Regions from separate parts of the Mus musculus genome. Here all the other regions are linked to region 2. The links are chromatin contacts, called in public promoter capture Hi-C maps. All regions are on one chromosome and are shown on one strand. Each heading gives the region's core, a stretch centred on a gene start, on an enhancer-like site or on the middle of the called end of the contact. The rest is flanking DNA. Distances are from core to core; before and after follow the strand shown.

Region 1 (2,700 bases), core at 169-2,668, 81 kb before region 2:
CACCTGTGGTCTCTGCACCTTCCCGTCTAACTTCAATCCATTGCCTACCTTTTTCTGCCCATTGGGCTCATTTGCTTTTAACCTCCCCACACTACAGAGCCACCTCCACACACAACTGCTCTTGGTTGGCAGCAACACAATGTTGTTGCACTACATGCTTCGGTGGCATCTCCTCACAAAACTTTCTGTGGAGCCAGGACCTACTCAGACTAGTCAGGACCCACTCTGTCTGTTTTAAATGCTTTCTGTGACCCCAGTACTAGCCCAAATTCTCTGGTAGCCCAGAGAAAGTTCCATGGGCTGCTTCTGAGACACAGCGTTGCAGTTGAGATGGGTACTTGGACCTTCATGCAGAGGAGACAAGGTTCACCTCCATTTGCCCACACTAGCCCAGAAACAGAATTTGGGGCTAGGAACACTAGGCTATTCCTCGGTTTCATTTTTCTCTGACAGGCTTCCGGAAAGAGGGGGTGCTTCTTAGCTTAGAGAAGAAAAGTTGTTTGGATCAGGGTCCTTGAAAGCGGAGCTTAGGAGTGGTCTCTTGGGAGGCACTACCGGGGCGTCAAAAATTATGGGATTTATGTTGAGAAAACTGGCAAGACTCATGTTTTGATGAATTTTGGCTCTGGTGAGTGAGGGTAGGCAGGAAGCTGTCTGGAGAGATCGCGGGGGATGGATCAGGATGCTGCTGAAGGGAGCTAGTGAGGTTTGGGAAACTCACCAGTCTTTCTGTTTGATGGGTGCAGGGGTACAGCAAGACACTTGCTAAGTAGCAAAGACAAAAGGGTGTGTTGATTACTATCACAAAGCAGGTGAGGTGCAGAGAAGTATCCAGGTGGGCTGTAGGACCCTCTCAGCCTTCCTAAGGTCCTAGGTACAACTAGATGCTCAAGTCAGGGCTTCGTTGGACTCCAGCACTGGAGATCTGCGCCATCTCCCCCCCCCCCCCCGCACCTTACCCCCCCACCCCCACCCCCCCACCCCCCGCCCTCAAACCAGAGCAGCACAGCGGCCTCTCTACTCACAAAAGCTCGAAGGTTCCGTTCAGCTCCCTTCCTCCTGTTTAAAGCCGGGAGTAGAGACAGTGCAGTAACGGCCAGCTCTGGGGGCCAGGGGCCTAGCTGGTGCAGATACCGAGTGGGCTCCGCGGCCATCAGCTGGTCTTCAGGCTAGCGGGACCGCGCGTTCCCAGAGCCCAGGGGCGGGGGCGCGGCGAGGCAGGGCCGACTGGGCGCGCTCCGGGGAGCCGCCAGCCTGAAGGGCAGAAGCACTGCGAGGGTTAAGCAGCGAGCCTGGCGGGCACGTGTGCGGATTGGAGCAAAGTTTCGGGGAGGGGCGGGGAACGGGGCGGACTGGGGCTCGCAGATTGGCCGGAAGTTGTGCGGGGCGGAGCTCAGGGCTGCTCCGCGCTCGCTCCGGGAGAGTTGACAAAGCCCCGCAGGGAAGGACGCCTCGCGGCGCGGCGCCCCGGGCCCCTCGCCCCGCCGCCCCTCTTCCCCGCCCTCGCCAAGCCTCGCCGTTTATCCGCGCGGACAGCGCGCCCCGCGCCCCAGCCCGGCCCCAGCCGCCAGCGCCCAGGTAGCGCCGCCCCGCCCAGGCCGGGCCCGGGGGCGCGGGGGGCGGGATGCGGCGCCCGGGGCAGCGATGACCGCGTCGCGCTGCTCAGGGGCCCGGCTCTGACCCCGTTGCCTGCTGCGCGCCCCCGCGCTGATCCCTGTCGAGGTGAGCCGGGCTGTACGTCCGCGACCCCCGGAGGGAGGGCTGGAATGGGTTAGAGTGCGGGGCGCGAAGGGCAGGGCCGCGATCACTGTGCGGGGCGGGAGCCGGGCTCGCGCCGTAGCTGCTCCTGTGGGGCCCGCGGCCCTGCCCCGCGCCCCGCCCCCCCTTGAGCCCCACGTGGGCCCCCCAGCGCAAATTTGTCCGCTAATGGCGCAGGCGATTATCTGCGGGGCCGCTCGGTGTTGTGTGTCCCGCGGGCAGGGCCCGAGTTACAAGCGCCAGGAATCCAGACGGTGTTTGGAAAGGGGGCGGCGGGGGCGGCTGGTAATTAGTGTAAACCCTTTGTCTGCCTTTGATACGCTCAGCGTCTACGCGCCTCGCTTCCTTTGCCTGGAGCTCGGCGCCGAGGGGGGCCGGACCCTGGCTCTGCGGCCGCGACCTGGGTCTTGCGGGCCTGAGCCCTGAGTGGCGTCCAGTCCAGCTCCCAGTGACCGCGCCCCTGCTTCAGGTCCGACCGGCGAGATGACGCGGAGCCCCGCGCTGCTGCTGCTGCTATTGGGGGCCCTCCCGTCGGCTGAGGCGGCGCGAGGTGAGTCCTGGCGCCCAGTCTGGCGCTTTGGCCTCTGCAGCGCCGCCCCTTTCCCACCAGCCCTGAACTCTGCCACACAGTGCCCGCCTGGCACACTCCTCCCCTCCCTGTCTGCTCCATCGCAGCAGATCCTCCCCCCAACCCCCATCCTTAACCTGAAGTACTGTCGGTTTTACATGCCTCTACCTCACTCTTGGGGTTACCTAGTCACAATCAGATACCCCCAGCTCACCCTCTTTGGCTGACACCTCATGTAAAGGGCCCCAGAATCATTTGACTGTTGGCCTTGCCTAGGTCCTTTCCAGGACAGCCTCATAATCTTGCATAAACACACTTTCAGGTGCATATCTAGATGGAGAGCAGGTGGTTGTCACCCCTCCCCCAGATTCTTG
Region 2 (2,700 bases), core at 114-2,613:
GGTCATCAAGACCTTTACTTCCTTCTTAATCCAACATCTTTCTTCTGTCTCCTTGCCACCTATAAAATACATTTCCCAAGGAGGTAGTATTTTCCAATTGCCTAATCATTTGGCATTTACTTACATGCTACTGATTCACCATTAATATTCCTGACTCTTTTGAATTCCAGATTTCCCATTCAGGACTACCTCCTGTTTCTTCTCTAGAGAGCTCAAACAAAACAGGGTCTAAGGTGTCAATTCTCAACCTGTGGGTAGTGACCCCTCTGGGGTTACCTAAGACCATATGAAAACACAGATATTTACATTATGGTTCATTGCAGGACTCTAACCCTGAAATAGCAACAAAAATAATTTTATGGTTGGGGATTACAACATGAGGAACTGTATTAAAGGGCTGTAGCATTAGGAAGATTTAAAACTACTGGTCTAAAATGAGCTTACCAGTTTACCCTGGCTGATCTCTGTTCCAGCATCCACCAGCAAAAGAGTTCAGCTCCTTGCTTCCTTGAATTAAGCCCATTTCACCTACCTCTTCTTTCCCAAACCACTTCCTCTTAGAGTATACACCAGAAACCCAGACATTCTACCCCTGGTTGCACACGTGTACCTACACTCAACAAATACATAGCCAGAGTTTTCATAGTAGCAGCATTTGCTACTTACAAATCTGGAAACCACTTATGTTAGCTCAACTAATGAATGAATAAGTTGGCGTGTGATCACACAGTAGAGTTCCATATAAATGTGGCACCTACGTGTACAAAGGTCATACTAAATAATATACATAAAGTCCTAGAGAATTAAGATAAGGCTGGACAACAAAATGAAACCGCAGTCTACAAGAATTTTCCGAGGGCTGGTGGTGTACCTGTCCCTTTACTCGCCAAATTAAATAGGTCGGTCACTTCCCACTGCTTTGTACGCATGCGGCCCCCGGCTCTCTCCCCCCACCCCCCAGGCTTTACTTCAACAACAATATTCACATCTGGTTAACTGACTGCTGCAAACTAGCTTCCCACCAGATGCGAAATATGCAGCTGGCTTTCTGGAGTTCCTGCTTCGTCTCCCTGCAGGGGTTTGGTGGTCATGGAGTTGCACAGACCCACTGAGGTCCCTCGCCTCTGTCCCACCCACGGGAGTGAAGCCACGCTGTGAGCCCGGCCAGCGAGCCTTTTTGGCCCATTTCGCCCGCCCGGAATACGCGGACCTTTGAGGAGGCAGGAGTGGCAGTACACGTGCCCGCAGCTGGTCAGGCTGAAGGACGACTTCCTGTGCGGCGACTGGAAACAGCGATTACAGAACACCCAGCTGGCCATGACCGAGGACCCACGTGAGACTCGCGCGAGGCCAGCGAGGCCACTGAAGTAGGAACGCACGGCTCAGCTTAGAAAGGCAGCTCTGCGCCTGCGTTCATTCCAGCGCATGCGTACAAGGCCGCGCCTTCCCGCCCAAACCGATACAGAACCAATCCTGTGGGGAAGCCAGGGCCAAAAGTACGGAGGCAAAGAAAGGCCGTCGTCTTGGTGGCGGAGGAAAGCTTGGCGATGTGGGGCAAGGACAGTGGCTTGTTGCCCACCACGAAGAAGTTTGTTGCTAAGGAAGCTGGGTGAAGCTGGGTTAGGGTAGTGGATATTGAGGGAGTCTGGTTGGATCAGGCCTCACGGTAGAGACAGGCCCAGGGACATTTGTACACACCATAATGGAGAGGAGAGAAAACCGGGGAACCACAAAAATCAAGAAGAACCATAGGTTCCTAGCAGGGTAGGAGGAAAGGACCACCAGGAGGATGGAGGTGGGCTAGGGGAACTAGAAGTACCCAGGGAACAATGAATGCTTGGGAGGGATTGCATTTGGACATGGGACAGAAGTGTGTCAGAGCAGGACAGAGATTCCTGGTTGTTACTATGTTCACAAGAAAGGGTTTACTTTAGGGAGGGTCATTCTCCCCCCACCCCCCATTTAAAACAACAGATAGTGGAAGGGGCTAATTTTTGGTGATAATTTTATTTCAAAATTAAAATTACTTTAATAGTTGTGTTTCTTACATAATTTTGGATATCTTTTCTCCCTTCTTCGTAAGTGTGCATGGATATGTAGAGGTTGTGTGAGAAAATTCCTGGGCTATTTACTTGTATGGAGAAAAGTTTACTGTCTTTCAAGGAATTAGGAAAAAGTAGAGATTCAGGTGAATGTTTCTTAATGAAATAATTTGAGGAAAGGATGTATTTGATCTGTGCAGTACTGCAGTTGTGCGTTTCATCAGGCCCTTAAAAAATTAGAGGTCCAAATTATGCTGTGGGCATAGCATAGAACCCAGGTTTACAAACTTAGTATGACTAATAAGATACAAAATATCTTCTTTTTATTGAGTGTACATTAAAGTTAGTTTTGTTTCTTTGTGTTGTACTGTCATGTTTATGAGAAAGGGTCTCTGAAGTGGTTTGAGTAAGAATAGTCTCCATAGGCTCATATATTTAAATGCTTAGTCAAGAGGGAGTGGCACTATTTGAAAGGATTATAAGAATTAGGAGGTGTGTGGACACCTCTACCACTTTCAAAAGCCCATGTCAGATCCAGTTCCCCCACCCTTCCAACCCCCACCCCTACCTCCGCCCCACCTATGGATCAAGATATAACTCTCAGCTACTGCTCCTGCCTGCATGCCGCCATGCTCCCCAACATGATGATAATAGATTA
Region 3 (2,700 bases), core at 44-2,543, 110 kb before region 2:
GCTGCCTTCCCTGTAGGCTGAGACCGTCTTATGTTCCTGCAGGTGGAAGGCTCCTGCCCATACCCTTGTGAGGACAGCTACAACAACGCTGCTTAGAAGGGGCTCTGCACCCTCTTCTGGGTAACAGAACCTTGGGCTGCTATACATGAGGAGTTTGCTTAGGTTTCCTGATTCCACAGACCTAGGCTCAGGGGTCAAATCTGTGAGGGGTTCCTTGGATTCAAATCCTACTTTCATTATCTCTCAGTTCTGCAGAGATCCTAGGTCTAGCCTCCTATCTGTGGGTTTGCCTCCACTACCTTTACCTTCCCAGAATAGACTTAGACTTCAAACTATGCCTTCTATGACTTTCAGCCATAAAGTGAGTCAGAGGACCATCCTGCCTAGGCCACCTTTGTACGGCCTGGGGCATAGCTTCAGATATGCAGCTAAGTCAGTGTATACCTCACAGCCTCCATCTCAGTGGGACTCTGATATTTTAAGAGGGCAGATAGGACAGAGAAAAACAGGTGACCACTCCTATGTCACTACTAGCCCTGAGATCCCATGACAACCTTGCCATCCTCACTAGCAGAAGACACGCCTCTGTGAGGAGCTATGGCCTCAGTGATCCTGCCCAGAGCACACTAGTGTTCCCCAAATAGGGCAGGTTCATTGCTCCCACCTTCGGACCCTGGTCAGGTGACACTGTCAAAGGCCCAGATGTCCCCCACAGATTTGGGTCTCAGCTTCTTGTGAAGCTGCCTCTTCACAAGAGTAAGAATAAAAAGAGGGGCAGTCATGGAATTACCTGGAGAGCTGAGAAAGAGGTGCCATCCTCTGTCCTGCCCAGCCGGCTTGGCAGCTGGGTGGGAGCTGTGCTGGGACATGCCACAACTGTAAAGAAGGCTGGGCCTAGCTCTCCAAGCAGTTGAGCCTGAACAGAGCAGCATTAAATCCCTCTGTGCATCAGCATGCACTCGGGACAAGAATGCCCAGGACCCACAGCCAGCCACTCCTGCTGCCCCAGTCACTGACACGGGTCACTAGTGGGAGCCCCATTGCCCCAAGTCTCAGTCTTACCTTCATATCTCTATGCCCAGGCCCAACAACTGCCTCAGCACACACCTTGCCTCTTACAGCGCCTTTGCATTACAACAACAGCACTGCACTATGGCGACTCGGTCTCCACCTCCCACTAGGAAATCCTGAGATCTCAGGTCAAGAGAGGCCAGACCCAGGGTACCCCTCCTTCCTGACCTTAAAAGCAGGGTGTCACCTCCATAGGAAAGTCCTACTCAAACCAGAGTCTGTCTCTGTGCCCACCCACTGCCAAGAGGGACAGGTCTCAAAGGTCAGGGCAGTGTCCCGGGAAGGAGGGCATCGGCTCCTGGGAGCGGCCTTAGGACGCGGGGTGGACTCTCACCATCGCACAGGAAGCCAGCCAGTCCCCAGATGAAGTCCGAGCAGAGGTGGCAGAAGGTAGGCTTGGTGAGTGTCACCTTGCGAAAGCTGTGGCCAGGTGCTGCGGAGCCAATAGCTCTGCTAGTCCGCTCCGGCCCTGACCCCGGGCGTGTGCGGCCCGAGATGCCCAGCACTGGACTGCCGGCCGGGCTGCCAAGACGTGGGGAACCACTGCCCGGCCAGGTCCGGGCACCGGGCTCGGCTGCCGCCGCCATCCACAACCCGAGCGCCCCAGCTCCAAGCGCACGATAAAGCCAGGTCCGCGGTGTAGAGAGGGCCCTCGGCAGAGCCCGCTCCCGGCTTCCGACTGCGCTACCTAACGCGCAGGCTCACGTGGGCGGGGCCAGACTGGAGAGGGCCTCCTGAGGGGCGGTGCCGTCCTGCCAAAGGCGGGGCCTCTGGACTAGACAGAGGGGCATGGTGGCCCAAGAGGATTTGTTCTGACCTCCAGCGCCAGATTCTCCACACAGGATACTAGATATATGAGGCCTTTGCTCGTATAAGCATAGGAGAAGCTATATGGAAACATTCAGTGGGACTTCCACAAGCTCCTTTAACCCCTAATTCTACGCGCGCGCGCGCGCGCGCACACACACACACACACACACCCTCACACACACCATGGCAAAACTTTCTCCCACTGTGTTCCCAGGTCTTTGAGTACCTGCATGCAAGGGAAGGCCATCCACAGTAACCATAGCTTTGTGTTGTCCAGACAATGCCTATGACTTTGGACCTAGGAGTCATTCTGCCTCTATTGTCAGCAGCCCTCAAGGGCCCTGCTTCTATAGGCCGACTCTGTTTTGGAGTTGGGGAAACACTACTGGAATGGTGATCCAAAAAGTTCCTGGCCTCTAGCCTATTCCCAGTAGCCACAGAGTGCATCAAGGGAAGGAAACAGCGACGAGAGAGCTCTGTGTGTATGAGGACATCCTGGTCTATCTAGTGAGTTCTAGGATAACTGAGGCTATGTAGAGAGGCTCTGTCTTTTAAAAAAATATATATTTATTTTATTTTATCAGTATGATTGATTTGCTTACATTTTGTCTGTGCCTGGTGTCAGAGGAGGTCAGAATAGAAAACTGGATTTCCTGGAACTGGAGTTACAGATGTTTTTGAGCTGCCATGAAGGTACTAGAAATAGATCTAGGGTCTTCTACAAAAAAACAAATGCTCTTAATCTCTGAGCCATCTCTTCAGTTTCCTTAGTAGTCTTCTTAACAAGTCCTGGAAGTTTCTAGTACAATCTAAACTAGG

Evidence for each region. Promoter capture Hi-C pulls out the DNA fragments that hold promoters and counts their contacts. Capture Hi-C pulls out chosen DNA fragments and counts their contacts.
Region 1: a promoter capture Hi-C map of embryonic stem cells shows a contact between it and region 2, with 4 times the contacts expected there. The contact joins the promoter of Fgfrl1 here to the promoter of Rnf212 in region 2. A contact is called at or near these places in 9 of 39 promoter capture datasets (the 3T3-L1 cell line, 3T3-L1-derived adipocytes, embryonic stem cells and 4 more), 1 of 115 datasets of contacts at active chromatin or transcription factors (embryonic stem cells) and 3 of 9 other capture datasets (adipose tissue, liver and pancreatic islet).
Region 3: a promoter capture Hi-C map of liver shows a contact between it and region 2. The contact joins the promoter of Idua here to the promoter of Rnf212 in region 2. A contact is called at or near these places in 4 of 39 promoter capture datasets (the 3T3-L1 cell line, embryonic stem cells, hippocampal neurons and 1 more), 1 of 484 Hi-C or Micro-C datasets (3T3-L1-derived adipocytes) and 1 of 9 other capture datasets (liver).

The regions. Positions count from the first base shown.
Region 1 is chr5:108,692,811-108,695,510 of GRCm38.p6, forward strand. It overlaps Fgfrl1 (fibroblast growth factor receptor-like 1), which reads left to right and starts at 1,419. Exons shown (of 7, transcript NM_054071.2): 1 at 1,419-1,722; 2 at 2,085-2,308. The coding sequence starts at 2,242. It overlaps Gm42151 (predicted gene, 42151), which reads right to left and starts at 1,256. Exons shown (of 2, transcript NR_168910.1): 1 at 1,026-1,256.
Region 2 is chr5:108,773,664-108,776,363 of GRCm38.p6, forward strand. It overlaps Rnf212 (ring finger protein 212), which reads right to left and starts at 1,364. Exons shown (of 12, transcript NM_001362887.1): 1 at 1,211-1,364. The coding sequence starts at 1,319.
Region 3 is chr5:108,659,038-108,661,737 of GRCm38.p6, forward strand. Idua (iduronidase, alpha-L) reads left to right here and starts at 1,294. Exons shown (of 15, transcript NM_008325.4): 1 at 1,294-1,461. Dgkq (diacylglycerol kinase, theta) reads right to left here and starts at 1,793. Exons shown (of 23, transcript NM_199011.2): 1 at 1,406-1,793. The coding sequence starts at 1,658.